2 separate regions of the Mus musculus genome follow, and region 1 is linked to region 2. The links are chromatin contacts, called in public HiChIP or PLAC-seq maps. All regions are on one chromosome and are shown on one strand. Each heading gives the region's core, a stretch centred on a gene start, on an enhancer-like site or on the middle of the called end of the contact. The rest is flanking DNA. Distances are from core to core; before and after follow the strand shown.

What was found. HiChIP or PLAC-seq counts read pairs in DNA pulled down with a chosen protein or histone mark.
Region 1: a contact with region 2 is called in an H3K27ac HiChIP or PLAC-seq map of acute myeloid leukemia, with 6 times the contacts expected there. The contact joins two enhancer-like sites. A contact is called at or near these places in 1 of 484 Hi-C or Micro-C datasets (cranial neural crest), 7 of 115 datasets of contacts at active chromatin or transcription factors (acute myeloid leukemia, craniofacial prominence, differentiating embryonic stem cells and 4 more) and 1 of 9 other capture datasets (liver).

What each region holds. Positions count from the first base shown.
Region 1 is chr2:34,625,889-34,629,206 of GRCm38.p6, forward strand. No RefSeq gene overlaps it. Among named protein-coding and RNA genes, the nearest start is that of Gm34372, 12 kb to the right of the region's middle. Within about 2 kb of position 1,918, at least 54 of the 459 cell types and tissues checked have an H3K27ac peak or open chromatin away from gene starts, as enhancers often do. A contact at or near this core is called in acute myeloid leukemia, where this site is marked.
Region 2 is chr2:33,845,321-33,848,718 of GRCm38.p6, forward strand. All of the region lies in intron 2 of Mvb12b (multivesicular body subunit 12B), which reads right to left. Among named protein-coding and RNA genes, the nearest start is that of Mvb12b, 41 kb to the right of the region's middle. Within about 2 kb of position 2,066, at least 76 of the 459 cell types and tissues checked have an H3K27ac peak or open chromatin away from gene starts, as enhancers often do. A contact at or near this core is called in acute myeloid leukemia, where this site is marked.

The DNA.
Region 1 (3,318 bases), core at 668-3,167, 780 kb after region 2:
ACCAAGTCACCTTTAATTCCATCACTTAGGAGGCAGGAGCGGGTGGATCCCTGGGGAGTTCAAGGTTAGCCTGGTCTACAGAGAGAATTCCAGGCCAGCCAAGGCTACGTATTGAGACCCTGTCTCAAAACAGAAAGGGAGATGGAGAGATGGTTCAATAGTTAAGAGGATTGATCACTCTTCCAGAGGACCCAAGGTTCTGTTCTCAGCACTCATATGGTAGCTCACAATTGTCGATGACTCCAGTTTCAGGGGATCTTGTGCCCCCTTCTGATCTCTTTGGATATCAGGCACACCTGTGATGCTCAGACATCCATGTAGACGCAACACCATACACATCAAGGGAAAACATTTTTTTAAGATGTATTTATTTTATATATGTGAGTACATTGTGATGCAGTCTTCAGACACACCCTCTGAAGAGGGCATCAGATCCCACTACAGATGGTTGTGAGCCACCATGTGGTTGCTGGGAATTGAACTCAGGACTTCTAGAAGAGCAGTCAGTGCTCTTAACCATTGAGCCACCTCTCCAGTCCCAAGGAAAAACATTTTTAAACCACCCATCCAAGTACCGCACAAATCATGGCATGCACAAGAGTCACACCACAGGGTGGGCATTAACCACCTTTGGAATTTTTGAGACTATTTTTATCACATTTTGTTCTATGGGTGGCAGGTACACACATGTGGAGGTCAGAGAACAATTTGGAGTTTGTTCTCCTTCAGCCATGAGTCCTATGCTCAAACTCAGGTCATGAGGCTTGGCAGAAAGTGCCTTTACCCTGGGAGCCATCTCATCACCCTGCCTTGGTGATGTCTACCAGTGCCCACCCTGGTCTGAATTTCACAGGCTGTAGGCTCACATTTCTATTTCACAAATCTTGGCCACCCCAAGCCAAGCCCTCCCACACTTTACAGATGAGGAAAGGAAAGCCACTCGTGGTCCTGGCCTGCTTTCCTTCTGTTGGTGTGATAAACACTGACCAAAAGCAGCTTGAGGAAAGAAAGGGTATGTTCATCTGTGAGTTCTAGGCCACAGTGCGTTGTGAGATAACCTGGAGGCAGGAGCTGATGCAGAGGCCAGACTGGCACCCAGGACCACCTACCCAGGAATGGCACCACCCTCAGTGGCCTGGTGCCTTTCACAATTATCAATCAGTGATGTCCCCAAGCTTGCCTGTAATCTGGACTGAGGAGAGCAATTCCTCAGTAGAGAATCCCTCTTCCCAAGTGACCAAACACACGTCCTGTCTATCCACCCATCTGCCCCCAGCCCACTGGCAGGCAGGGAGTGGGCAGCTGGGAGGCCCAAAGCACGAATATCTGTCTCCACCACACTCCTCGGAGAGCTGCAGAGCCCCTCTGGGGAGCGCTGTTTCTTGTGGACCCCCCCCCCATGCCAACAGTGCTCTCAGTGTGACGGGCAGGAGGGCTCCCATCGCAGTGGCTGCCGCTCACTCACCTCCTGATGAGACAAACACATGCTGAGGTCTGGAATCAGAAGTTAATGTGCCCATTTATTCATTTTTCTGACAAGTCACAATAGATTTTTAACTGCCAATGAGTAACCTCCCTAAGGTGCGGTGGCCGTGAGTGGTCATTTCCGCCCAACATCCCCTGCTGGCCGCCTCTCCTGGATCCAGGCCAGTTCTGCTCTCTTGTGCACCCCACCCAGCCTCCTCAAGGTTACCAGGAGATGGCTCCTGCAACGCAGCACACAGGACCCTACAGCCAGGGATCCAGTTGCCTGTAAGGTGGAGGATGCGAGAGGCTAACTTGTAGTGGAGTTCAGGCAAAGGAGGAAAAGAAAAGGCTAAGCTTGCCCCCTTCCCCACCCCCACCCCCGCTGTAGCCCAGGGAGCCAACTGAGGAACCCACAGAGGAAATTAACATCTACCTCCCTGTGCTGTGCTGAGCCCACACCCATGACTCAGCTCTCTGAACCCCTTGTCTGCACAAGCATAGCCACGTCCCACCGTCTGTGAAATGAACACAGTGATGTGCACGGGCCTGGCGTGTGCATTGGGGCACAGGTAAGAGGTAACTGTGCAGCCCAACCACGCACAGAACACACTGGCCACCCCGTCCCACCAGCAGGGCCTCCTCAGTGCAGGGCAGACCCTGTCTGAGCTTTGCCTCCAAGAGCCCCAGCCAGCAGCTGGCCCTGCTCTCTTCCACCACATCAGCTGAGCAGCCCCAGGCAGGCCTTGCATCTACACACAACTGCTGGGATCCGTGGGAAATACTGGAAAGCTAATTCTTTTTAAACAGATAAAATCCGTCTGTGGTACAGCCCCCAGCTTCCTGAAAGCTAAAAGTATTTTAATGTCATATTTCCATGCAAATTTTAGTTTAGAATTTAATACCCTTTTTAACATACATTAAATTTTTAGCATTCTTCAAGCCCTTGACTGTGTTAAGAACTTAACTGATGTGTGTTGGGGAAGAGGGAGAAAAAAAAAAAAAACAGCTGGAGGAAGCTGTAAATTAAGAAAGTTCTAGAAGCAAGGTTACCACAAATCTTTATGGCCACCTCCTTTGGGGTGATATTTTTCTGCATGAACCCTAGCATGCTGGGGAAGAGTTGGAAGACTGCAGTCCTCGTGGGGACATCGACTGTGACTGGTAGCTTCCCTGGGAGTGGAGGGTCCCCACAGGAGGCTAACAACATGGCTTTGCAGCTACACAGCAGGTCTCAGCGTTGCTGTGCCATTTGCTGCACGAGGCTCTTGCTTGCTTGGCTGTCACCTTACCTAAGGTTCAGGCACAGGACTGAGTAGAAAGGAAAAGAGAAATTTGGGGGTGCTGCATAGAATTGGGTGGTTGCCTTGTTCAGGGCCCAGGAGACAGCATAGGGTTCAGGACAACAGTGTCACCCACTTGCATTTAAAGAGCAGAGGAGGCCTTGGGCCACAGGAGCCATAAACGGGTCCAGATTCCATGGCCTGTGCAGCGTAGCTCCTGAAAGCCTTGGCACCAGCCTAGCAGGGCACATCTCCTGAGGACAGGAAGCTGCTAAGTGCCCAGCCAGATTCCTGGGAGTCCCAGCGTCTGAACAGGCAGCACGGCCAGGCCTAAGGGCCATATATGCCAGATCTTCTACAGGGCAGAGCTGCAGAAGCCTCAGCCAGCCCCAACCAGTATCTTTGTTATGACTTCCCCAGTTCCCAGGAGCCCAGATCCTAACAGACCTTGACTGTCAGCCAACAGGGACCCAGAGGATTGGCCCATGAGTTCTGACTCTTGGTCAGCAGCCTCCAGGAAAAACCCTAACATAGCAAGGAGAAGGTGAGGTGGGCCTCTTGACCCCTGGAC
Region 2 (3,398 bases), core at 816-3,315:
GACTTTGGTACCAAAGCCTGAGAACACACAATGTCCCAGGTGCTAGGAGTTCTGCTTGCAGGCAGACTCTGAGAACATGGTGAGTTGTCCCTTGTCCCTTCACTGAGGATGCCTGGCTTCTGAGGGCTGCTGAGGGAGAAGGGTCCCACAGACCACATGAGGCACATTCATCACAGGGAAGGACACATGATAAACACATAAATGAACAGGAGTTAATGCAATGCCTGACAGTACGTTTTTAGAAGGATAACTGACAGCAACTTGGAGAGAACGGGGAGGTGTGCTCTGCAGCAGCTCAGCCTGGCTTCTGGATGGGAAGAAAGTGACCTGGAGACCTGCAGGCAGGCAGGCAGGCAGGCAGCAGGCAGGCAGGCAGGCAGGCAGGCAGGCAGGCAGGCAGGCAGGGAGGGAGGGAGGGAGGCAGGCAGGCAGGCAGGCAGCAGGCAGGCAGCAGCAGGCAGGCAGGCAGGCAGGCAGGCAGCAGCAGGCAGGCAGGCAGGCAGGGAAGAATGGAGGAAGGGAGTCCCTCCTGGAGAAGATGGAGGAGCCAGGTGTGGGGACCAGTCTGTGTTTTCACTAGGGCTCTCTGTTCATAAAGACAAACAAGAGGAAGAAATTTCTTACAGGACAGAGACTGCTCACGGGGTCCAGTTTTGTGTTTTAACAGCTGTGGACAGAAGAGGAGCTAGAAACTAAAATGCAAAGCACTGTTTGGCTTTAACAGTGGAGGCTGAGGATATACAGAGATACACAAGGCTGGCTGGTGGCCACCTGCAGTGGCTCACTCAGCAGGGCAAGCGTGAGAACAGGAGTCTGGATCATCAGAAGCCAGGTAAAAGCCACAGAGATGTGGAACCCAGCCTGTTGCTCCAGCTCAGTGCATGGGAGGTGAGCTGGGGGAATCCCACAGCAAGCTGACTAGGCACAGGCCAAAATTGTGAGCCCCAGATTCTGTGAGAAACCCTGCTTCAATACATAAGGGGGAGAGCGATCAAAGAGGGCAGCAGAGCACATATGTATACACACTCATCCACACAGCACTCACACACAGAAACATGCAAACACACACACACACAAATTCATGCAAATAAATATATAACGACAGAGCATTTTAAACCGTTCCTTTGCTTTGCTAGTGTATGTCACTTTTTTTTTTTTTTGGTCAATGAACACTTACAGCTTTTATGGAAAAACAACAATTGTAAGCTTTACTTGATGAGGTGAGAAATTGAAAATCTGCTAGACTGCAACTTGAGAAAATCCTGTGAATGAACTGGGGCCCAGCTAAACATGTAGGATGCAGAGGGCCAGCTGAGGAGGAAGAGCAGTCTCCAGGGGACCTGCTCACACCTGCGGTTTCAGGAAGGCCCACCCACAACTCAAAGGTGAGTTTGGCAGACAGGGCAGTTGGAGGTGGAGGGGGGCAGGAAATTCTGCAGACATTCCAGGGGCAACTTCTGGCTGATGCTCTGAAGTTCAAAGGCTGCACAATGGCAGCTTGGCTCAGGCAGGCCTGCAGAAGCCTCACATCCTCTGTCAGACAAGGCTGAGCCGGCCTGAAGGCTGGGAGCTGAGGCGAGGCCCAGGTGAGATCAAGGGCAGGCTGTGCCCCTGGCTTGCATCATGGACTCCCGGCTGCTTTTGTGTCCATTCATAACTTTGATTTCTGCATGGAGAACTTAGGTCAGCCACAGGCCTTCTGCTGAAATGTCTAACATCTCTCAGAAATGAATGCCTGGCTCTGTCCTGAAGACTGGAGTTTCTGCCAGCCTCAGGGTGGGTTTCTCTCCCACAAGGCCCAGGACCCTCAGCCCTCCCATCCTTTGTGCCCTGGCTGCCTGCTCCCCTTGTTCTCTCCTCAGACATGTCTTCTCTACCCTGGCTCCTGCCAGCCCCTAACAGCTCCATGACAGAATGATCTTGTTGTCTGGGCTGCGGCGGAAGGACCCCCATCACACAGACCCTGTGAACTCAGCAGGCAGAACCAGGATTTCTGGAGTGAGTTGTAGCTGAGCTCAGGTCCTGACTCTGCTGCTCACAGACATTTCCCAGAGTCATACTGACTCATTCCACCCCATCAAAACGCGGAAATATGAATGAGTAGGCCCCATGGGATTATTGGTTAGGACCAAATAAAACACAGAAGATCACTTATCTACTACGAGATTCCCTGTCAGACCTGTTACAATACTGAAACAGACAGATAGGCAACATTGCAAGGGCATGGGCCCTGCTGGCCCTGAAACCTGGTATGATCACTGGAAATGGCAGGGTAGTTCCTCATGGTATCACCACAGGACTCAGCAGTTCCTCCTCTGAGTATATTCTCAAGAGAACTGAACACATGCACACACAACATGCTCATGAGGTAAGTCGCTGAACAGTGGAAACAACACAAATGTCCACTGTCAAACGGACATCGCGGAGTTACAGTGGAGTATCACTGGACCACGAGAAGGCAATGAAGCCCCAATATAACACGCCATAGAAGCACTATGCTAGGAAAAACAAGACAGTCACAAACCACACACTGTGGTTTGCTCTCCTACAATGTCCCAGAAGAGACAATCCTTAGAGATACAAAGGAAGGAAGTGGTCGCTGTCAGAGGGAGGGGAGCCAGGAACAAAGATCTATGATTAAATATTGGTAATTGTTGGGCAGCTCTGTGTATATTCTAAAATGGACTGAACAGTAATAAACCATAGAATATGAACTGTCAATAAAGCACTTAGCAGGAGACCTGGCACAGGGCACACACTCATCACCTCTGGCCCTCAATTCAAGGGTTCTATTTTATCCAGTGGATGCTTTCCCAAGCATCTAGCCCAAAGACTTAGTAATAATACGCACTCAGACATTTGCCAAATGGCAGAATTTTAAAACTGGAACATGGACAATGGCAAGATTGGTGTTTGGTATGGCAGAGGCCACCAGAGGCAGCTTTCCCCATGCAGAGCTTACGTGTCAGCTACAGTAGCCTCTCGGGCTGGGCAGAAGAGAAAGAAGCAGAGCCACAATCCCAGCAGAAACCCTGGAGGTGCAGCAGTGATCATGGCCCCGAGGAGGCCCTTCCTGGCAGGGAACTCAGGGACTAGGACTCAGGAGAGGAGAGGCTGCCAGAGAGAAAGGGCCTGGCCAGAAGTGTCTAGCTTTTACCACACCCAGGTGGCCAGGGCAGAGCTGGGCCCCAGGCCTCCACAGAGCTGTGGGAAATGGTCTGGTGGCCTAGAGAGGTCCTCACAGCTTATGAGCATGCAAAGGAGAACCAAAGGTGCTCTTGGTTCTGGAGCACCTGGGGACCCTAAGGGTGGAGGCAAAGACTACGCAATCAACAGCATAAAGACACTACTGTGGCCACCACAGAACAGGAACAACAAAATCAAGCAAAACTTGAAAA